Regions from separate parts of the Mus musculus genome. Here all the other regions are linked to region 1. The links are chromatin contacts, called in public Hi-C and capture Hi-C maps. All regions are on one chromosome and are shown on one strand. The core of a region is the stretch at or near the end of the contact, and the rest is flanking DNA. Distances in the headings are between cores, read along the strand shown. Region 1 has its middle 140 kb from the start of Triqk. Region 2 has its middle 50 kb from the start of Gm46881. Region 3 has its middle 83 kb from the start of Gm46880.

What was found. A called contact is a pair of places that touch in the nucleus more often than the background predicts. Capture Hi-C pulls out chosen DNA fragments and counts their contacts.
Region 2: a contact with region 1 is called in a Hi-C map of cranial neural crest, with 4 times the contacts expected there. The contact joins two enhancer-like sites. A contact is called at or near these places in 2 of 484 Hi-C or Micro-C datasets (cranial neural crest and uterus) and 1 of 115 datasets of contacts at active chromatin or transcription factors (embryonic stem cells).
Region 3: a contact with region 1 is called in a capture Hi-C map of embryonic stem cells, with 4 times the contacts expected there. The contact joins two enhancer-like sites. A contact is called at or near these places in 2 of 484 Hi-C or Micro-C datasets (cranial neural crest and uterus) and 1 of 9 other capture datasets (embryonic stem cells).

What each region holds. Positions count from the first base shown.
Region 1 is chr4:12,768,419-12,772,992 of GRCm38.p6, reverse strand. No RefSeq gene overlaps it. Among named protein-coding and RNA genes, the nearest start is that of Triqk, 140 kb to the left of the region's middle. Within about 2 kb of position 2,347, at least 13 of the 459 cell types and tissues checked have an H3K27ac peak or open chromatin away from gene starts, as enhancers often do.
Region 2 is chr4:13,467,365-13,471,938 of GRCm38.p6, reverse strand. No RefSeq gene overlaps it. Among named protein-coding and RNA genes, the nearest start is that of Gm46881, 50 kb to the left of the region's middle. Within about 2 kb of position 2,643, at least 17 of the 459 cell types and tissues checked have an H3K27ac peak or open chromatin away from gene starts, as enhancers often do.
Region 3 is chr4:13,363,700-13,368,273 of GRCm38.p6, reverse strand. No RefSeq gene overlaps it. Among named protein-coding and RNA genes, the nearest start is that of Gm46880, 83 kb to the right of the region's middle. Within about 2 kb of position 2,698, at least 54 of the 459 cell types and tissues checked have an H3K27ac peak or open chromatin away from gene starts, as enhancers often do.

The DNA of each region.
Region 1 (4,574 bases), core at 1,098-3,597:
GTCTCTGTCTGTGTTTTTATTTGTGTCCACACAAGTAGAGATGAGAGGCAAACATCAAGTGTCCTCCTGAATCACCCTTCCCCACCTTATTTTTTATGACAGAGTCTCTCACTGAACATTGATCTCACTGACTGAGCTAAACTGGAATCCCAGGGTTCTAACTGTATCTTTCCCCAGGATGAAAGTTACAGTTTACCACAGAGGGCTTTTGAAATGGGTGGTAGATGTCTTGACTCGGTCTAATGCTGGGATAGAAAGAACTTGCCTGACACAAGCCCCATCTCCAGACCCCTGATTTCCAAAAGTTCTAGGATGTCATGCTTTCTGATGAAATTCTCTAACATCCTTCATGGCCATGGGGGGGGGGGGGAGCAAAACCAACAAAAATGAATTGAAAGCCAATTACTTGAAGAGAAATATATAGAAATCTTTATTGATTGTCAGTGCAGATGACTCAATCCCAGGCTTATTAATCTCATTATTCCTATGAGACCCAACGTTCGCATAAACAGCTCTTTACCCTGTTTACATGCAAATGCTTAGTAAAATGTAAATATATTTGTTCATTTCTTCATTTTGTCTAGTTTCTAAGAAGTGGCTTTCAAAACAGTTATTACATACAGAGTGTTATAGATAGATCCAAACTACTATTGAAAATAACTGACTAAATGCATTATATGGGTTTAGTTTTGATGTTGTTTTGTTTTTTTCTTAGCAAGAGCTGGGCTACTTACCTGTGAACCATGTAATGAAGGGTATCATTTTTCAAAAAGAAATATAACTCTGACTATAGCTATATCTACTTTAAGAGAAATTTTAAGTAGCTTAGCATTTTCATATAGTAATTAATGTGGCTTGTTAAGCCTTAAATGTATTATTCATGGGAGCAAAGAAAAGAATGCAAATTTAACAGCATACCATTACTCATTATATGGAATCATATAATTCATACTTTATATGAACTCACATAAACTCATGATGTAATACATATTTAATTTCTTTATTCAGGTAAGAGTGAGGCTAAACTTACTCAGTTATACAACCATTTTTGATCAAAAAAGAACTTCATGAAAATGATTCCTACTCCTACAAGTAATAGAAATGATCACTATAATATAATTTCTAAATAATGGAATTCCAGACTTAGCAGAACACTTGCTTATAAAATGGTCTGTTCTATGGTATCAATGTTTCTGTCATCTTCAAATTCATAGTTTGGAACTTAGGGACTTCTGCAATGATGTTAGAGGAGTTCTTTCAGTATGACAAGGTCATTGGGATGGAGTTCTTGTGAAGGATATCACACCCTTGTAAAAGAAGGCTGGGGGAGCTTGTCAGCCCTTCTAAGCTTCCTGTATGTGTGGTTGCAACAAGAGGCATCATTGAGGAAACAATGTAAAAGTTCTTCCTAGACTTTCAGTCTACTGCTATTCTCATCTTAGACTCATTTCCTACTCTCAAGAATGCTCACATGTTTTTCTAGTACCTTAAGATACCGAAAACGGACTCATACACACAAGCTTCTAAAACACATGATCCACACATTGATCCACAAATTATAAACATCAATTTTCTACTTTGTTCTTAGTGTAACCCACAAATCCTTTAACCACAAGTTGATTCCAAGTACTATTGTTCTGTTGCTACATGTGTATGGTTATCTATATTTAAAGATATAATTATGTGTCAGTAGCAACTATAGTCTCTTTGGTTCTGATTCTAAAATCACTGACAAGAATTTTATTAGCTGTACAGCACAGAAGTACAAATATGACTCCTGAAGTTATCAGATGTGTAAATAATATACACATTTAAGGACTGAAGAGTATCATTACCAGCTAGAGAGACCACGGCACTTGCACAAAAGCAAACACGTTGATCAATAGGATAGTGGACTCAGATATAAGTCCACAGAACTACAGCCTTCATATTTTTGACAACAATGCCCAAAAAACAAATATTTATAGTTAAAGAAAGGTATGCTATTTTTTTTAAAACAAGACTGATGGCTTTCAATTACTGTCACACTAGAACATGGGTGGTAGTTATGCAGGTGGAAAGAAATTATATACTTTTGGTAACATAGAAATTAAATGACATACTGATTATTTAAATGCTGTTTTGTTTTGTTTGTTTTGTTTTTTTAAACTGCTTAAAAGTTATTACAGTAGTCACAAGTCAGCACAGACCTTTGCAAGCCTTGCCAGTGATGACTGGATGAATTAGTGTGAGAGAACACTTTATTGTAATGAAGAATTTCTTTTGTCTGATTAGGAAAGCAGATACTGTGAGCTTCTGAAAGAAGAATTCTTTCTAAACAGATGGAATTCATTTAAATAAGAACGGCAAGCACTGCGCAGACAGAAGAGCAATGGCTCCTGATATTATCATATGAAAGTACTGTCTAGGTCATGTGACTAACAGTCCGGCATGTTAGAGCCAAGCAAACCAGCTCTGGTGGCCCACATTTTAAAGAGCCATTGCTGATCATTTCACACTGGCCAGGTGTGGAATTCTGAAACCTTCCTAATTTTATGCATGTATTATTAGACCATTGCCAGGATTGTAGTTATCGCCTTACTTCATATAGTGCCTCTTTTGGCAAACTTTAAGTAACCACATTGATGTTAATCTCCACAGTTTGAGAAAGCAGATGCAGCACATGTGTGTGAAATGAGCTCCATGTGTTCAACTTTTCAACGCAACCTCTTTTCTTTAACCAGAATTATCATTAATAGTATAAGTAGCCCCACATCCTGTGTGTGTGTGTGTGTGTGTGTGTGTGTGTAATAGGAATGATTTAAGATAGCTGAAAAGAAGTTCATTTTAGCTTTTTTTTGGGGGGGGGGACAGTTATAATTAATGCATAATAAGACTAGACTGGGAAACTGAAAATTCCATTCTGAATTGAGGCAGATTTTCTCTGCAACTCTGCTGCCTCTCCATTGCCTGTCCTTCCTTCCTTTCTCTTTCTTTCTTTCTTTCTTCCTTCCTTCCTTCCTTCCTTCCTTCCTTCCTTCCTTCCTTTCTTTCTTTCTTTCTTTCTTTCTTTCTTTCTTTCTCTCTCTCTCTCTCTCTCTCTCTCTCTCTCTTTCCTTTATAGTAACATTTAGAGTTATGACGATATCCCATAATCTCCAAGTAAATACATCTGTTATCCAAAAGTCCAAATGGTCTGAAGTACATTTTTTTGGTTCCAATTTGAAAATCTGTGCCAGGAGACACTGATTAGCTGAGCTTAGATCAGGTGCCCATTCTTGGTACAAGATTATCACAGGCATGACTTCTGAGGCTTCAGGTATATAAATAAGAGACATATTTATGGGTTGAAGAGGGTCGTTACCAGCTGGACCGTTGAGATCATTGAAATAAAACAGAAGACCAAGTAAAATATATGTATTATAGCCACCTAATTTTTGACAACAATGCCACAATATATTTTGGGAAAAGCCCCTTCAAGAACTGGTGATGGGAAAATTGAGAATCTACATGATGCATAATAAAACTAGATCCTTCCCATTTAGCCTACACAAAAATAAACACCAAATGGGTTGATATGAAGCCTGGAACTATGAAAATGCTTGAGGACATTTTGAAGAAGTGCCTCTTGAGACACATGCATCTTCAAAGCCTTCTTGACTGAAACCTAGCTGTTCAGGAAATAAGGTCAACAGCTGACAGATATGACATTGTGAAATAAAACACTGATTACAGCACAGGAAACTTCATGCAGTGAAGGGGAAGTCAACACAGTGGGTGAAAGATCTTGACCAACTGTATCTTAGAGTTTTACTCCTGTGAACAGACACCAAGACCAAGGCAACTCTTTCAAGGACAGCATTTAATTGGGGCTGGCTTACAGGATCAGAGATTCAGTCCATTATCATCAAGGTGGGAGCATGGCAGCATCTACACAGGCATGGCATAGGAGGAGATGAGAGTTCTACATCTTCATCTGAAGGCTGCTAGCAAAACACTGGTTTCAAGACAGCTAGGATGAGGGTCTTAAACCCCACACCCACAGTGACACATCTACTCCAACAGGGCCACACATTCTAATAGTGCCACTCCTTGAGCCAAGCATATATAAATAATCACAGTGTGCATCTAACAGAGGATTAGTATCTAGAATATACAAAGAAAACCTCATTAAATGAAATACTTCTGCACAAATTTGGAATTGTGCATCATGAATTGCAATTTTTATGATACATACAAAGATTTTTGTTCTTATGATAACATGATGTGCAATTATGGAAAACAAAGGCTTTTAGTACTTTCCTGACAGTCCCCAGTATCAAGCTATCAAATAACTACCCAATTAGATTTTCCTGTGTTAGAATATTTGGTTTTAAAAATTGCTATTTTACTTGTTTACTAGAGTTTTGTTTGATAAAAAAATTAAATAAATTTTTGCCTGTGAGCAAGACAGAATTTCTAACAATTTTGATAATAAGCCTAAACCTGTTACATATTTTACTATGTATTCATTTGAAGTGGTGATGAGCATTAACAATTATAAAGTCAAACTAATTGTCAAAAATCTGGAAGATACTGAAAATGCCCTGTATCCT
Region 2 (4,574 bases), core at 1,394-3,893, 700 kb before region 1:
TTTCTCAGAGCTCTACTGAAATTCAAATAGTCTTTTAATTGCTTAGAGTTTTGTCCTTTAAATGTGGACACTGAACTGGATTTGATGAATTTTGTTGCAGTATCTTTTTGCCACGCACACTCACACACACAAACACATATACACATTATACTTGCCATATACATATGATGCATATGGATATATGGCTATCATAGAAAGAGTGGGCATTACTTCTTTAGAAGGACTGTCCTGGAAACCTCTTAGCATCACTTCCTTTTAAAGAAATTGCCATTCACTCATTCTGAAATATCCCTTAAAAGAGTCTAGAGTCATTGACTTTGCAGGTATATGAATTTCTGCCAAATAATTTTGTAATCTGTCTAGTGTTAGAGAACTCAGACTTCTATCACTCTTCAGAGGGCTATGCTTATTAGTAAGTGTTTCTATATGCTCAGGTGTAACTTTGTAACTTATTCATTATAACATTCACCAAATATTCTAATTATATTATTAACACCACACAGTTGAAATCCAATCCCTTCTCCACAATTGCAGCACCTATTTCAAATCTAATTGGATTCATGTACCAAGCATTTCCTGTATGTTGTCATTGATCACTCAACAGCACTGTGGGTCTCTTTTCCCTTCTTTGTGACATGCTCCATCCTTTATAAAGGGCAATAGATTACACAGACAATGAAATTCTGAGTTTAGTGTGATTAATGCATTAGGAAGGCAGGATTGTCATCCACATTGGACTGGTTTCTATGGGGGTCAATAAAAATCAGATTATATTAGCCCTTATGGCAGACTTTTCAGAGTTGACTCGTAATAAACTTGAAGCCAATTAAGACCTGTTTATTTTACTCATAGCAGAGTTCTGTCACATTCCCTCTCTTGTGTATTATTAGAGTTGTTTGTTCGATATCCTATTGACTCTCAACTCTTTGGTATAACTGGGGTCTCATAAGATACAATTACTCTGTATCTAGAAATAAAGAGTGATTTGTGTCAGTTATGCCTGTCCAGGCTAGCCCACCATAACTGTAGAAGACATTTGTACTTGCAACCAAGGGAATTCAGTTTGACCTCTCCATTGCTTGCTGCATTATAGATCATCTCCCTTATTTTCATTTTATTCCAATATATAGAGCAGAGAAGCAAAAGGCAGACCTTTTGTTCCAGCCTGGACAGACACTGGAATTTTAGTGTTGGTGAATCTCAAGGATATGCAAAGGTCATGGTGAAACCATGACTCCCCAAGTGTCACTGGGAAATGTTTTCTATTATTTACTATCTTTATTTTTTCCTTGCCACATTTTCATATATAATTTTCTTTAAATAATAAAATCCAGGATTGTGCCCTGATTCTCATTACTATCATATTATATTTAGGTCATTGTTATCATAGCTGATCTGTTGGGGGTCTTTGTTCTGTCATTTAACATAGGTGTTATATCACCTAGATCTTCATCTTTTGACAGTCAGTCTGTTATCAATTAGAAACCATGGTAATGTATGTGATACTTGGAAAGATACTCAAAGTTAGTTTGTGTTTCAGGCTGTGAGGCTCCCACTTGTTTGATGACTTCAGAAAGAATAATACATTTCCTACTACGACGAGTCCAGCTCTTCCCATTCATAGCCAGGAAGCTTAACATGTCTAGGAAATGGAAACATCTAGTTTTATGTCTTGTAAGCCACTCAAGGAATTTCATATCAATTTAGGTTGGTATAAACAATTCTCAGGGCTATGGATGATCTATCACCAGCGAACTAAAACATGTCTTAGTCCTATGTAGGAGGTTTAAGAAGACACTCTTTATCTCACTTGCCAAAGTTGTTTCCTTATGAGCTTCAAATGTCAAAAGGGGGGATTACAAATTACCTTAAAGATGGAAGGCCTTCATGCGTAACATTTTATTATGTTGATTTTATGAATGTAAGTAAGAAGTACAGTATCAGCATAAATCTTCATCCTGAGAAACAGAATCAAAAATAATGGTATTTTAAAAGGACACAAAAGATTCAAAGGATTGATTCAGATTCTTTCAGCTATGGCGGAGGAGCTACTGAACCCAAAAAGACTTATATATCCCCTGATTGCTAATCTTCCAAGCATTGATTTATAGGATTCTTTCTGCCAGCTGTTTAGAGGTTACCGAAAACACATCAGGCTTTGCTGGTGACCCCAAGTGCTTTAATTCCTATGCGTGCATATTTTAACATTATTACAGAAAGGTTTCATTTGCAATTTCCAGGCTGAGTAGCAAGCCGTCCGTTTCTAAGAGGTCAGTGCTTTCACCATGCCTCCTAGTGATGGAATTATAGTTTAAACAGCTGGAGCTCACTCCCAGGAGGGACACTGGGGTCTGGTTCCTTAACGGCAGAATAAATCCATCAGACATATTTCATGTGTCTGATAACATTAATAGATACCAGGGCTGTTTAAATATTTAATGAACTCACTCAGAGGCTGTTTACCAAAGCGGGGAGGCTATCAGAAGGGATGATCACATCTTTTTGATCTACAGTGATAACAAGAAAACTGAGATCTCAGCCAATAGTTTGTCTTCCTGGCTGCAAACCCCACCACAGGAACCTGTTTGCTACATGACATGTTTCCTTTCCATAGTGTGCAAGGGAGTGCTTTCAGTTTTTGCAGTTGCAATGCTAATCACTTCCATGTGGCTCACTCCTTAATAGAGATGCCAGGAGTCATAGCACAGTTCTCAGTTGGGATGAAGAAAACAGAAGAGGGAAGGCAGTCAGAGACACTCAGAGCAAAGAAATGGTGTGCAGGGCACAAAGCCCGAAAGCACGTGGGTGTGTTAATGAGTGGGCACTGATTAGGAAAAACAAGAGGCAGAAGAAAGCAAGTCACGTTGGCTACTTTTGTGAATAGCCTTCCAGCAGACAGCTTGATAGTGTCTGTTCTTGTTGGAAATAGATAATGCACATTAACAAAACAAAACAAAAAAAACAAAAAAAAATCACCATCTAGTGTTTGGCATACATTTATTTTCATGTGAGGGCAGTTCTGTTTAGATTTGCTACGAAAATCAAATTTGACTAAAAGCAGATTGGTCAGGCTGAATAACAGGTTATTCTTGGTTTCAGATACAAGTTTGATCATGTAAAAATGCGAAATTATAGGGACATAGTCTGTTGCTATCAACAAACATCCCTGTTGGAAATAATCATTGAAACAAGTTTTCTTACTTTTTTACTTTACTTACTTACGTATTTACGTACTTACCTTTTATGTATTTATTACTCAAGTGCATGCCTACATGTTTGTGGGTGCATGCAACCGAGACAACTCGCAGGAACTCATGCTCTTCTTTTACCATGGGAGTTCTGGGGCCTGCATTCAGCTCACTATTGAGCTCCTATCAGGTTTGGTGGAAATGACCATCTTACTGAGCCACCTCAAGGCTCCAGTGCACTCTGTTTAGAGCATTTTTCTCAATTATATTTATTATTATGTTAATCCTGTTCTCTTTATGGGATTAAGGTGTGCTCAAGTCTGGTGAAGAGTCCTTTGGTCTGGGCTAAGTCCTGGTATACTCAATCTAGATTGACTAGAATGAGTTAAGGGAGCTGTCTAGACCAGGTGGAAAATGTCCAGCCATTTGACGATTTAACTCTAAATCTGAGTGCAGATAACAAACAATGAAGCAGTCCAATGTTCTTTGGGGACTAGAGAGTATCTTGGCTTAATTAAAAATGGATACATTTTTGAACATCTCAAATGAATGCCATTAGCATTATTTAGACTCGGTTTTCCCTCAATTCTGTTCTGCTATAGGTTTGTAATATGTTCTAAGAGCATAAGGAAGCAGATGGTGAATTTCCTGAGTGCACAGTGCCGCTCTACTTTTTGAAGGGCTGTCATTCTCAGAAACGAGAGGCTTACACTAGCCTATACCTTTCCAAACAAATCATTTTCAAGTATATAAATAGCATAATTAATCACAATGGAAATATAAAATGTTTAATCAGGAGCAGATGGACTGAAACAAAGAACTCTTATGCATGAGGCTGTTGAAAATGTTCAACATTACATCATTTTGATGTGTTTGTAGAAATAGATTTGGGGCGACTGTTTTATTTAGATGTAGCTGTTAATATTTTAATGTATATGCAAAAGAGATCCATCCTCTGCTGTTCTAGGAGAGCGCTTGAGTCACCACTGCAGGGCATTAGGGAAACAATGAGTAAAATACACACTCACCACAGAACAGAGTAACTTCTGCAAACTCTGCCTTTTGGAGTCCTCAAGGGTAGAATTGGTTTCCATTCATGGAAAGAAGCAACATGGAAAAGAAACTATCTAGGAAGATGTAGCTGGTCTACAACAGTCAAAGGTTTTGGATGCTGCTTACCATTTAAATCTTTTAAATGAGTGCACCTTAAAAAAGAGAAAAATCCTGACAGTAGAGGAATAGGGGCCTCCTTTTGGAAATTTGGTCTAGTTTGGACTCAATTCTGCGGCAATAAAAGCTGAAACTAGTTTCCAGATGGAATAAATTGGTTCCAGCGTTTCTAAAATGTTGGCCAGCATATTGCACAGCTGAAGTTGATCCTTTCTC
Region 3 (4,574 bases), core at 1,449-3,948, 590 kb before region 1:
TTTTTTCTGTTATTATCCTTTGAAGGGCTGGATTCGTGGAGAGATAATGGGTGAATTTAGTTTTGTCGTGGAATACTTTGGTTTCTCCATCTATGGTAATTGAGAGTTTGGCTGGGTATAGTAGCCTGGGCTGTAATTTGTGTTCTCTTAGTGGTCTGTATAACATCTGTCCAGGCTCTTCTGGCTTTCATAGTCTCTGGTGAAAAATCTGGTATAATTCTGATAGGCTTGCCTTTATATGTTACTTGACCTTTTCCCCTTACTGCTTTTAGTATTCTATCTTTATTTAGTGCATTTGATGTTCTGATTATTATGTGTCGGGAGGAATTTCTTTTCTGGTCCAGTCTATTTGGAGTTCTGTAGGCTTCTTGTATGTTCATGGGCATCTCTTTCTTTAGATTTGGGAAGTTTTCTTCAATAATTTTGTTGAAGATGTTTGCTGGCCCTTTGAGTTAAAAATCTTCATTCTCATCCACTCCTATTATGCGTAGGTTTGGTCTTCTCATTGTGTCCTGGATTTCCTGGATGTTTTGAGTTAGGATCTTTTTGCATTTTCCATTTTCTTTGATTGTTGTGCCGATGTTCTCTATGGAATGTTCTGCACCTGAGATTCTCTCTTCCATCTCTTGTATTCTGTTGCTGATGCTGGCATCTATGGTTCCAGATTTCTCTCCTAGGGTTTCTATCTCCAGCGTTGCCTCACTTTGGGTTTTCTTTATTGTGTCTACTTCCCTTTTTAGGTCTAGTATGGTTTTGTTCATTTCCATCACCTGTTTGGATGTGTTTTCCTGTTTTTCTATAAGGACTTCTACCTGTTTGGTTGTGTTTTCCTGTTTTTCTTTAAGGACTTGTAACTCTTTAGCAGTGTTCTCCTGTATTTCTTTAAGTGAGTTATTAAATTCCTTCTTTATGTCCTCTACCACCATCATGAGATATGCTTTTAAATCCAGGTCTACCTTTTCAGGTGTGTTAGGGTGCCCTGGACTGGGCGAAGTGGGCGTTCTGGGTTCTGATGATGGTGAGTGGTTCTGGTTTCTGTTAGTAGGATTCTTACGTTTACCTTTCGCCATCTGGCAATCTCTGGAGTTAGTTGTTATAGTTGTCTTTGTTTAGAGATTGTTCCTCTGTTGATTTTGTTACCCTCTATAAGCAGACGTGGGAGACTAGCTCTCTCCTCTGAGTTTCAGTGGTCAGAGCAGTCTCCGCAGGCAAGCTCTCCTCTTTCAGGGAAGGTGCACAGTTATCTGGTGTTTGGACCTCCTCCTGGCTGAAGATGAAGGCCCAAAACAGGATCTTTCCCAGAAGCTGTGTTGCTTTGGCCAGGAAGGTGGCCGGTTGTCTGGAGCCGAAGATGGCGCCGCCTCAGAAGCTCTGTGGCTCTCGCCTGTCCCAGAAATGGCTGGCCTCTGTATTCCACACCGTCACCCGTGCAGCCTGCCCTCCTCGGAGTCACGGAGCCAAGGAGGCTCCCGCCGGGGCCTGAGGCACAAACCTCTCGGGCCGGGCGGACCCCTGTGCTCTCACCAGGAAGGTGGCCAGTTGTCTGGAGCCGAAGATGGCGCCGCCTCAGAAGCTCTGTTGACCCAGCCATTTTCAGTGTTTCTTTTGTCACTATACCTTTAACATCTAGCACTAAGTGTAATAATGAAAGATCTGTTGGAAAGTTTGCTAAAATAATGCACACATGTAAGTCAGTGGCAAGGAAATTCACCGGTTATTTCATAGTGGAGATTTGGTTCTTCACAACATTTATGTTTGCTAATATTGTAGGTTTCCAAAACAAATGATTAAATTGGATCCGAGTAAGGGGCTCAACACTCAGAGTTCAATGATAAAACAGCATTGTTGAGGAAATCTGATTAAGTAGGACAGAATAGTAGAGCTACTTTGTCACACAAGTGTATCCATGCTTCCTTGAGTCACTTAGTCTAGCTTACAAACCTCAACTGACACTGGACTTTTACAGCCTGAATAGTAGAAACCACAATTATGATTGCTAATGAACAACATGTTTATTCCAGATAGGAGAAGTTAATACACTTCCATTTATGTATTCTACATTCCCATCCTCACTAACCAAATGAAGGATTGGGGAATGTATTGCTCTTCTGCTCTCATGAGCCACTGTGGACTGGAGAAGTCAAATCTTGTATCTAGTGGTAGGGGATTAGGCTGATCCATAAAAGGAGGCAATCAGGCAATCAGGAAGCCACACACTTAAGCTTTTTCTCTGTCCTCTTTATACTATGCTTATAGTTTCCTGGTTGTGTTGATACAATGAGCTTGTCTGACTGTGTGAACCACACTGAGAGTATGGATTTATGTCTTTAAGATGGTATTATACATTTGTAAGACTTCTCGATCTCCCTAGTTAAGTAAAACATTATTTTATCTTTCAAAGGGAATAGAACTGATTTATGAAACAGAGTTAAGTTCATCTCTTCGAGACTCTGAGTTTTTGTACCTTCCAAGTATCTTTCCCTTTCCAGTAAATCCTTCAGCCAGTGGTTCCATGAAAGTAACAGTGTTGAAGTTCTTGGACAGGTGATTCTGCATCACTATAAAGCCAACATACTCCTGTACATTAATAATCATTACCAACCAGTTGTTTCTGAGTCACCAGTCACAACAAAACCAAAGAGAGAAAGAATTTCCTCCCGTGCCTAAATCTGCAGGAAAAATCCTCAGGCAAGGGAGTTCAGGGGGCTGGATCTACTTCTAATCCTTCTGACTGTTTTATAGGTCATAGATTTAGCACTCATCTGCAGTCTGTTTTATTTTCTCCATCTTAATTCCCACGATACTGTTTAGTAAGGAAGATGTCAAGTATGTGCCTGTCTCCGTCAAAGGAATCAAGATTCTTTCAGAAAGGACCATATGTGCAGAAATATTCCAATGGAGTTGATTTCTCCTATCTGGAATAATCACGCTATTCATCAGCAATCCTAATTGTGCTTTCTGCTCCTCAGACGGTAAAAGTCCAGTGTCAGATGAGATTTGTAAGATAGATTACAGGCAAGCATACTTATTTATATGAGTGAGTTTGAAGTCACATCTTTTCCCAGTGAGAACTGATGTACAGATACTACAAAGTTCAGATGGGTTTTTAGTAGGGCCAATCGTGACCTGATGTAATGTGAAGTCAATCTTGAAAATTCACTGTGGTCTGCTTTTGCTTGTCCTGGAGGGGAGTCATTAGCCTGAGCTCACAGTATTGGAATTTAGTTTTAAGGCTGGGGCAAAGTTTCCCTGCCATAATTGCTTCCATCTGGCACACTAACACATGTGTTCCTACAATAAAAGTTTCTAAAACTCTCCAAACCCCACATGCCCCCTTTAGGCTGAGCTCTCTCAAGCTCTGCTGCTATCTCACCTGCATTCCGTCTGCTGGGAATCTGTCTTGCAGCTGGCTGCTGCTTTGTGGGCAGTGGTGGTTTGGTTGGGGGTGGTATTCAGTCTAAGACTCCAGTAGCAAATTGAATGCAGAACTTTGCCTGCAGCACTAAAGACTGTGGTCATGTGTTACGTCATGTGTGCTTCTCAGGCCTCAGCTCATTCCAATGTCTTTCCCTGTAATCCATTTTATTTATTTGTTTTAACTTCAACAAGTAATATACAAGTTTATTCTTATTGTGAAAATGCTTCTATTGGAACAGAAAAAAAAAAAAAAAGGCTTCCCTCGCAAGTGTTTCCCTTCCTCGACCTCACGTACGAAGTGAGACAGTTTCCAAGGAGTTGGAATTCATTCTCTTTAAAACAAGCTTATTTTAGACTTTTGTACATGAAGAGATTTCAAAGAACGATAAATTTCTACAAATGGAAAGTAATGCCATGAAATCATACTGAGTCAAAAACAAACAAATGAACAAGCAAAGCAACTAACAGAAATACCAAAAGAAAGAATATACTTCACGGGGAACACTAATTGGAGTTGAGGGTAATGGACTGATGAGTTCAGTATATACCTACACCTGAAACTATTTGAGGTGTATGAAGATTATAAAGTGTGGCAAGGCAGAGTGTATTAGTGTATCTATGAGTCAAACAAACAAACAAACAAACAAAAGCAAAAGCAAAACACACACACACACACAGACACACACAACTGACCTGACCTTGGTTATGGAGAAGAGCATCCCTCTGCAAAGCTGCAGTGATATGAAACTGATATGGCCTAAGAGCATCACTGAGCCTATGCAGGCTGAATGGTGGTGACCAGGACCAAGTTGGTGCTGAGGCTGCTACTGAGGGATAAAGAATGCTGATGCTATCACTCCATTTAGTTCCTAAAGTCGTACTTAGCATGAATCCTTAGCAGAATCTTTAGAAATTGTTTTTATTTTCAAGTTTGTCATGATGTATATATGCACACAAATATGCTATATACAAATCTGTATTTTCTTAATTTTTATTTGGTGAATACATTTCACATACTTCTCACATACTGCATGCTATGAATATGTCTGCATGCATGCATGTGACTCCCAGTGAGCATTAGCATTTTTACGGAAGGTGAAAAGTTCAAAGTCCAGAGTTGATCACTTATTCTGTAAGATTTATTTGAACCTTCTGGG